Linked DNA regions of Mus musculus: region 2 is linked to region 1. Evidence: chromatin contacts called from public promoter capture Hi-C data. All regions are on one chromosome and are shown on one strand. Each heading gives the region's core, a stretch centred on a gene start, on an enhancer-like site or on the middle of the called end of the contact. The rest is flanking DNA. Distances are from core to core; before and after follow the strand shown.

The links. Promoter capture Hi-C pulls out the DNA fragments that hold promoters and counts their contacts.
Region 2: a promoter capture Hi-C map of macrophages shows a contact between it and region 1, with 7 read pairs. The contact joins the promoter of Ccdc83 here to the enhancer-like site in region 1. A contact is called at or near these places in 11 of 39 promoter capture datasets (the 3T3-L1 cell line, 3T3-L1-derived adipocytes, HPC-7-derived erythroid cells and 7 more), 31 of 484 Hi-C or Micro-C datasets (the AML12 cell line, the C2C12 cell line, the HPC-5 cell line and 20 more), 4 of 115 datasets of contacts at active chromatin or transcription factors (bone marrow-derived dendritic cells, embryonic stem cells, fibro-adipogenic progenitors and 1 more) and 4 of 9 other capture datasets (adipose tissue, liver, macrophages and 1 more).

The regions. Positions count from the first base shown.
Region 1 is chr7:90,198,753-90,202,722 of GRCm38.p6, reverse strand. The region is part of intron 19 of Picalm (phosphatidylinositol binding clathrin assembly protein); the gene reads right to left. Among named protein-coding and RNA genes, the nearest start is that of Ccdc83, 65 kb to the left of the region's middle. Within about 2 kb of position 2,297, at least 13 of the 459 cell types and tissues checked have an H3K27ac peak or open chromatin away from gene starts, as enhancers often do.
Region 2 is chr7:90,263,785-90,267,754 of GRCm38.p6, reverse strand. Ccdc83 (coiled-coil domain containing 83) reads left to right here and starts at 2,323. Exons shown (of 11, transcript NM_183293.1): 1 at 2,323-2,431.

The DNA.
Region 1 (3,970 bases), core at 1,048-3,547:
TGTCTCAGAATCTACAAATAACTAAGAGAGCTATAGCTCAGGGACAGAAAACTTAGCCTGAAGGAGACTCTGGGTTCCATGTCCAGCACCACAAAAAAAGTTTATGAAAATAAAATTTCTAAGACATTATTAGTAGCTTTGTTCTTAAGTTCTTAGGGAAAATCTGGGTTCATCAACACTGGCCTATAATCAAGGCAAGAAGATCAGAAGTTTAAGGTACGAAATAAACTGAGTAGGCTATTTTGAGACCCCTTCTCAAAATTAAAACCAAAACATTAACAAAAACAAAAATATAGATGCCTATAACTAAGGAAATACTTCCTTATATCTTTACATTTACACTCTCCAGTAACTCAAAGGACTGGATAGTAAGAGTCAATCTTATAGACTCTTTTCTAAAAAAACAGACTTTTCTACAAACACAGACAGGAACTCAAGAGAAAACTGGGCCTTGCTTCTTCTGGAATGACTCACCAGGTATTTATAGAAAGACAAATTGAACTGGATTCAGCCTCATTTATAATCTGGGATCTAGAGCACTTAAGCCCTTAATACCTGAAACCCAATGTTTATGGTAAATGGTAGTCATAAAGGTTGAGTGGCTGTAAATACTCTGCATCCTGCCTGGCAGAAATCAGGAATTCAAATGAGCTCATTCACTACTTAGCACTGACCATCACACATTCCCCTATGCATACGGAGGCTCTCGTCAGAAGCCCCTGCATCTGTGTAGCTCTTGGTTGTCTGCTGTATCTGTACCATGATCCCTCTTAGAGAAGCTCACTTTACCACTCATTCATTTGTGCTTCCAAATGGCACTCACCTTAAGGTTCCTCAGGTGAAGGCAACATTATTTTACCACTTATTCAGTTATCACCAGGGACTTACATATTATGATCATTCCAAAATGTATTAAAATGTGTTTGTTGATAAAATCCTTTGTACAGACTTGCCTCCAAATTCAGATAAGAGAAAATTAGAACGTCTCTAATTTTAAAATTTAACATCTTAAATTTACTTTTACACCTAATGTTTATTAGTGTAGAAACATACTAATCCAACCTATAGAAATATGAAAGGTTATATGCTTTGCTGCTGTTTCAGTGCATGACACCTGCCTGTCTGTCTGTCTGTCTCTCTCACATACACACACCCCTTACCCCTCTGGAACAGAAAGTAATTAACTGTTGTTGGGTTTGGGGGGGGGGGGGGGAGAAACCATGAACACACAGAACAAATCCAGTTCTATAATAATGAACCCATTGCCCTTTTGTCTAGTTCATGTAGTTGGAATTTAAGAGTTCTACATTCTGATACTAATAGTTCTACCCATTCCTTCTGTCTAACCCTCTCTTCTTTCCTTCCTTTCACAATTAAGAGTGCTAGGCAAGTGCTGGACCACTGGACTGTATTCTCAGCACCTAAATCAACCAACCATTTTCTACGTGAACACACACACACACACACACACACACACACACCAGTGTGTTCATTCATTATTATAGGAACTTCCCTCAGGCTGTGTGTTCATGATCACTGCCCTTCTACTGCACCAAGAAAGCTTTAGCTACATGCTGGCAGCCTGACACTGGATTTCCCATTGAAACGAATTTCAATTCACTGCACATTACTCAGCTTGTGTGTTTTATATAGTAACACTAATAAAACACATCCTCTTAAAGCTGATGTCATCAAGAAATATTTAGCGATAACAGACAGTACTATTCCAAGATCCCAGAGAATCAGCCTCAGAAACCGTAAGTTGTCTCAGGGTGTTTAGAGCACAGCCAGATCACTAGTGGCACATCCAAATCTACTTACTAGATGGGAATACACACATACTATACTGTGTTGTATGCCATTAGTTTTCTATTAAAGGCAGTCCCATTCTTTGGTTGCCTCTATGAGAAGCAAGAGGCAAGGATAAGTACTCTTCTAGAGGACACCATGTGAGGACAGCTTCAGAATTCCAGCCTCTGGGACAGAAAGTAAATACTCTGCTGCTGTATTAATCCACAGAGCTTGCCATATTTTGTTACTGCTGCCCTTGGAAACTAATAGACTCTTAATGCACATATTTCGGGCTCTAAGGCTGTTAACTTTTTGGTTCTTAAAATTAAATTTAAATTCCTATTTATTTCAACTCAATTCTATCATGATATTTAACTTATAGAAAGAAGTTTAAGTGCTATCAGAGCTGAAGTGATTGCTCAATGTTAACCAGCACTTGCTGTTCTTCCTGAGGACTGCGGTTAGATTCTCAGCTTGGCATCGTACATGATGACTCACACCTGTGTAACTCTAGTTCCAGGGATCTGGTGCCCTCTTTGGGCCTTTGTAAGCATCAGGCAGGAACATGGATAGACACTCAGGCAATATACCCGGACATAATACAATATATTTTAAATGAGATTATGAAACTTTCAAAGGAACTTTTGAAGTGGTAACTTAAGCGTTCTTTGGAAAGCAGTTGGATAGTGTTTTGCTGAGGCAAACATATGAAAGAATAAATGGATACAGGTGAAAGACTAAGGTAGACTCCTGAAGGAACATTTCACTGAAACAGACACAGGAGAGAGGATGGCTAAAGAAACATGTGAAAGGATGTGTAATGAAGAATTCTTTGCTAACATTAAGCTCCCTTTGTTGGGACTTGAGGACTCTAGATTGACTGAATGCATGTGCTGAAGCAAGATCCCTGCTGAGGCAAGGCACACAGAAGATACATGATGTTTGGAGGGTATACAGAATGACAGAGCTTGGCCTGCTGGTACAGTTAGCCATGCAATGCTGTAAAGATCACATCTTAGCTGATCTTCACTTTCCTGAGAGGCACAACACAGAACTTCTCCTGATGTTCCTGCTGGTCTCTCCCACTGACAAGCTCAGGCTTGTGACAAGGTCTGGCTGTGTCTGCTAAGTCGTGTCACCGCTGTTGCTGACCCGAATCTACCGAACTAGACTGCGGGCAGATCCACGAAATGTTTGGGAATGGATTGATCTACTGCTGCTAACCTGTGAACTGAACTGCCAATTTCCAGACAGCACAGACGGGAGCTGCTCCAAAGAATGTTTCTAAACAGGCCCACTCACTTCCCCATATCCTTCCTTTCCCACTACCTCTGGTGGGTGGTGGGCTACAAGGGAGGTTAAAGCGTTTAAGAACCATCATTGAAAGTAAGGTTTGGAAAAAAAGTTACAAACTTTTCTAGCATACACTATAAAACAAATGTAGTCTCACACTTTCTATACACTCAGAGCTTCTGAAGTTCACTATGACGACATTGTAAAACTTTGGCCACCCAAGACTTTATTAATGCTTTCTGGCTACAAGACAAGAAATAAAGGTTTTAAAAAAGAAAACCTAGAAAGTAAGGCCTTCCGCTACACTTGTTTTATTAGCAACAGAGGTTAGAGATGAGACTCCTAATATTTTTTTATATGATTAACTGGTATATAATAAGGGCTACAGAATCAATTTTTCATTTATGGTACCAAATCTGATTCCCAAAGTAAATTTTCTCATAATATTATATAATAATAAGTAGGAAAAGATAAATGAGCATAAAGTACTGCTGAAAATCCAAACAACATTATTCATGAAGATTCTGCTAGACAAATCAGTTGAGAACTATCACTATCAACATCCAAGATTGGTTGGAAGCCAAGACACCAGAAAATGAATTTAAAAACCCCACATGAAGCCTAAAAGCAAAGTGTCATTGCTTCCTACAAGAAAGTCATTAGCCCCACGCATTCTCAGGACTTGAATTAAGCCAGCATCTAAAGGCAGCAGTGCTTATTTATTGCAGAAACTGCATTCACAAGTCAGTTTCCTTTCAGACACCTAAATGATGTCAGACTTGCATAAAAATGTCCACTGCCAACACAATAAAAACACATATCCTCCCTAGACAAAACTAGCAGTACTCCATTAAAAAAAGAAGCCTAGTTAATGAACCAAGGAAAC
Region 2 (3,970 bases), core at 1,074-3,573, 65 kb before region 1:
GGTTTCCAGTACACCATGGCCATAAACACCCTTACTGCGCCTGCACTAGTCACCACTTGGTGCCAACCCCTCCCGAGCAGGTGAATGCTAATGAAGTGTCGACAGGCCGACCAATCCCAGGAGGACACATAGCCCTCGCCAGTGCTCGGGTGTATATAAGCAGTCCTCCCTGGGTTCCCGGGGTCCCCGTAGCAGCATCGAGGCGTTCCTGCAATAGAGGCTGTTGAGAAGAATCCGACCGTGTTGTGTCTTCCTTGCTGGCTGAGGTGGGCGCGACAACTCACTCTTTAGACCAGGCTGGCCTTGAACTCAGAAATTCGCCTTCCTCTGCCTCCCAAGTGCTGGGATTAAAGGTGTGTGCCACAACACCCAGCTTAGTTCCTCCTGTTGGCTCACCTGCTCTTCTGTTTGGTTTTCTATAACAAAGTCTTCAATGTAGCCCAGGATGACAGCGCTCTCTCTCTCTCTCTCTTAACTAGCTCCCTCAGTTCCCTTCCTTCATTAGGTCACTAATATAATAGTAATGTATTAACCTTTTAAAAATTATAACCTAGAGCCCCACCAGCCAAGAGCATGAGCTGGCCCCACCCCTTGTCTGCTATGCAGTGGCGTAGGTGAGGAGAGATGCACCCCCATCACCTGTAGCAGGTGGGAGAGCTGACCCTGCCCCTTGCTGGCTGTGGCATTGGGTGAGCTCGCTGAAGCAGTGCTGGAGAGCTGGCCCTGATGGTGTGGGTTTCCGGACGCTGGTGAGTTCACCAACTCAGCTACCAGTCAGACCCAGATCTTCCTATGTAGCCCAGGCTGACCTTAAACGCCTCATCCTCAATCTAACCCAACAGCTTTCCCATCGCTATATGGATGGGGTGACCAGCCCTGCTGACCCGAAGCTGCAGGTTCTTCATGACACAGGGCAACAACAGGATATCTAAGAGGAGTCCCAGTAAGGACCCAGTATTGATAGTGTAGCAAAAGCCAGTAGCCTCCAACCAGACCAACGACTCGTTGCAAGTAAAGATGTATAACACGCTGTGATACACTACAGCTTCCACTAGGCATTTTTGGAGGGCAGGTGGCTTGTTTGTTTGTTGTTGTTGTTTTGTGTGGTTGGTTGGTTCGTTTGGGTTTTCGAGATGGGGTTTCTCTGTATAGCCCTGGCTGTCCTGGAACTCAGAAATCCACCTGCCTCTGCCTCCTAAGTGCTGGGATTAAAGACATGCACCACCACTGCCCGGCCTGATTTTTTTTTCAATTGTAATTTTTTTGTTGTTGTTATCTTGTGTGGTGGGAGGTTACAAAGGCCAAGGATGAGTATGAATGGATGGGGAAATGAGAGGGATTGGGGTGCATAATGTAAAATTCACAAAGAACCAAAAAAGGTTTTTAAAAATTCCTTACTATGTTTTAATCTATTTTTTAAGCCAACTAGATCACTTGGAAGTGAGTCGGAGGCCTAAAAGAGCCTGGCTTCTGACTTCCCAGGCCAAAAAAAGAAAATTACTGGAGTGTAATGAGAGAAATGGGAGGCTTTAATAGACTGCCTTCAGGATGAGGCTGAACTGCACTATATTGCTTTGTTAAACGCTTAAAAGTAAAATGAGAAGACAGATGCAAAGACTTCAGTGCCTCAAGTTGCCCTGTGAGCACTTGAAGAGTTAAACCAAGCTGACAAACGCAGACAGAAAAGCAGAGCACCTCTGTCACAGGAGTTCTGCCCCTTCCCACACCCGGGGAGTTGTTTTGAAATCACAGAGGAGTCATTTTATATCAGCAAATATAAGCTTGCAATGACCCGAGCGAGGCATGCGCACAAAGCTGGAGTCCTATTTACATACACCACCTTCCAAGCACAGAGAATTCGAAAAGAGGAGAGAGAGGCCTTGGGGGAAAAGAAGAAAGGACTGGACCACTGCCCTAACCTCTGCATGCACTCCCTCACCCGCACTATTCCTCATATGCCCGCCAGGTGGCGCGCGCGAATCGCCATGGTGCCTAAACCAGAATGGGATAGTAGATGAAGATGCCAGTCGCTTTGAAAACAGCGGGAAGTGACCCGGATGGGGTTGGAAGGGAGGGAGGGAGAGTGCTTTGGGCTATTTGTACTTGAGAACCACCAGCCCACAACCCGGAATTCTCACCTGAAAACGCTGGAGACGATACTGGGAGAAAGCTAACATCCTTGTGTGACCTCTGACTTCTTCAGTCTGCCCCCAAAACTTTATAGGAACCCTCCCCCACTACAGCGGACACGCCCTCCTCTTGATTTGCCCTGACACGAGATGGGCCTGGGGTCGCGCCCTCTGGTTTTTCCCTCGGAGCGTTGTTCCTGAGCGGTTAAGAACTGTTGAGAAGGGTTCTCCAAGCCGTGCCCCTCTTTCACCACTCTGGAGACAGGGATACCTGCCTGGTTTTAGCCGCCCTAAACTTAAAGGTTTGTAACCTTCAGGGTGTCCTAGCGCAGTCTCTTAACTCAGTAGATGCCCAGCCCTCTGATGCAGTAGTCCCCCTTTATCAGTTTCAGGTACCTGAGGATCTTTGTGATGGATGGGCTTAAGGGGTGGGTATTAAATGGAAAATGCCTGAAATAAGCATTTTTGTTTAAGTAACGTTTGTCATATCTGATAACTGTTCTATTCCAGTATTATTAATCTTTAATTTATACTAAGTTTTGTTACAGGTTTATAGGTACACAGTACGGAAGGGGGCGGAGGCTGTGATGGCATCTATAATGATTGGTAGTATCCCAAGACTCAAGCATCCCTTTGGTGTCTTGGAGTCCCAACCTCACAGAATAAGTAGACCTTTGTGTTGCTGTCTACCACTCCACAATTTCCTCAAAGCTTTATGAATACTCTTAACAGTTCTGAAACGAGATGGAAAAGATGGAGAAAGAAACTGGGGGTCAGACAGGACCAAAACCTGTGCTGAACTGACTTAGTGGGGAATCAGAGGTTCCACTTCTCCTTCCTTCTCCTAGTGTCCCCAGTGGTTCCCAAGCTGAGGAAAGCTTGATACCTCCAAAAGATGTGTGACAATGTCATTCATCTACATGTTTCTAAACACATAGATCTCAACAAACGGTTTTAATGGTACTTTTCTAAAATGAATAAGCTTTGCATTTTCACACTATTTGGGACTATGTACATATATATAGTCTATATGAAAAGACGTGTGAAGGATTTTAAAGTAATTTTAGATGGAATTACCACTTGTAAAAGGACTTAAGTAAATCAACTTCATTTTGTTTTAACGCTGGAGTGCATTTCTGATTCTGTTAACAGTGCATTCTAGTGAGACAGAAAACCTTCTCTAGGTCAAAAAGCGTTCCTGGCATAAATGAACACTTGAATTCCAAAGAATTTTGCTGGGATGGGGAGATGACTCAGTGGGGAAATGTGAGCTGTGTGAGTATATAGACCAGGTTCTAGATCCCCAGTGCCCATAGAAACGTTGGGACGGTGGGCATGGTGGAATCGCAGTGTCTGGGAGGCAGAGATGGATCCCAGAACCCACTGACTAGCTGGACTCGCTGAGTTAGCAAGCTATAGGTCCAAGTGTGAGACCTTGCCTCAACATACACTGCAGAGGGCAGTTAAAGAAAACATCCACTGTCGACCTGTACACATGCACCTGCTCCCACACATGTCTACACACATGCAAACACATGCACACCATGCTTACACACACAAGCAAAATAATATTTCTTCTATATATAATTTATTTTTATTTTATATCCTTTGGTGTTTGGCCTGCACAGATGTCTGTCTGAGGGTGTCAGAAGCCATGGAACTGGAGTTACAGAGAGCTGTGAGATGCCACTTGGGTGCTGGGAAGTGAACCCAGGTCCAGTGCTTTCAACCACTGAGCTAATTATTAGCAGCCCTACAAAATAATAATTTCTAAAAAGATAAGATATTGAAACAATTCTCCTTTACGAATTGTTACATTGCATCCACATTGTTAGCCATGA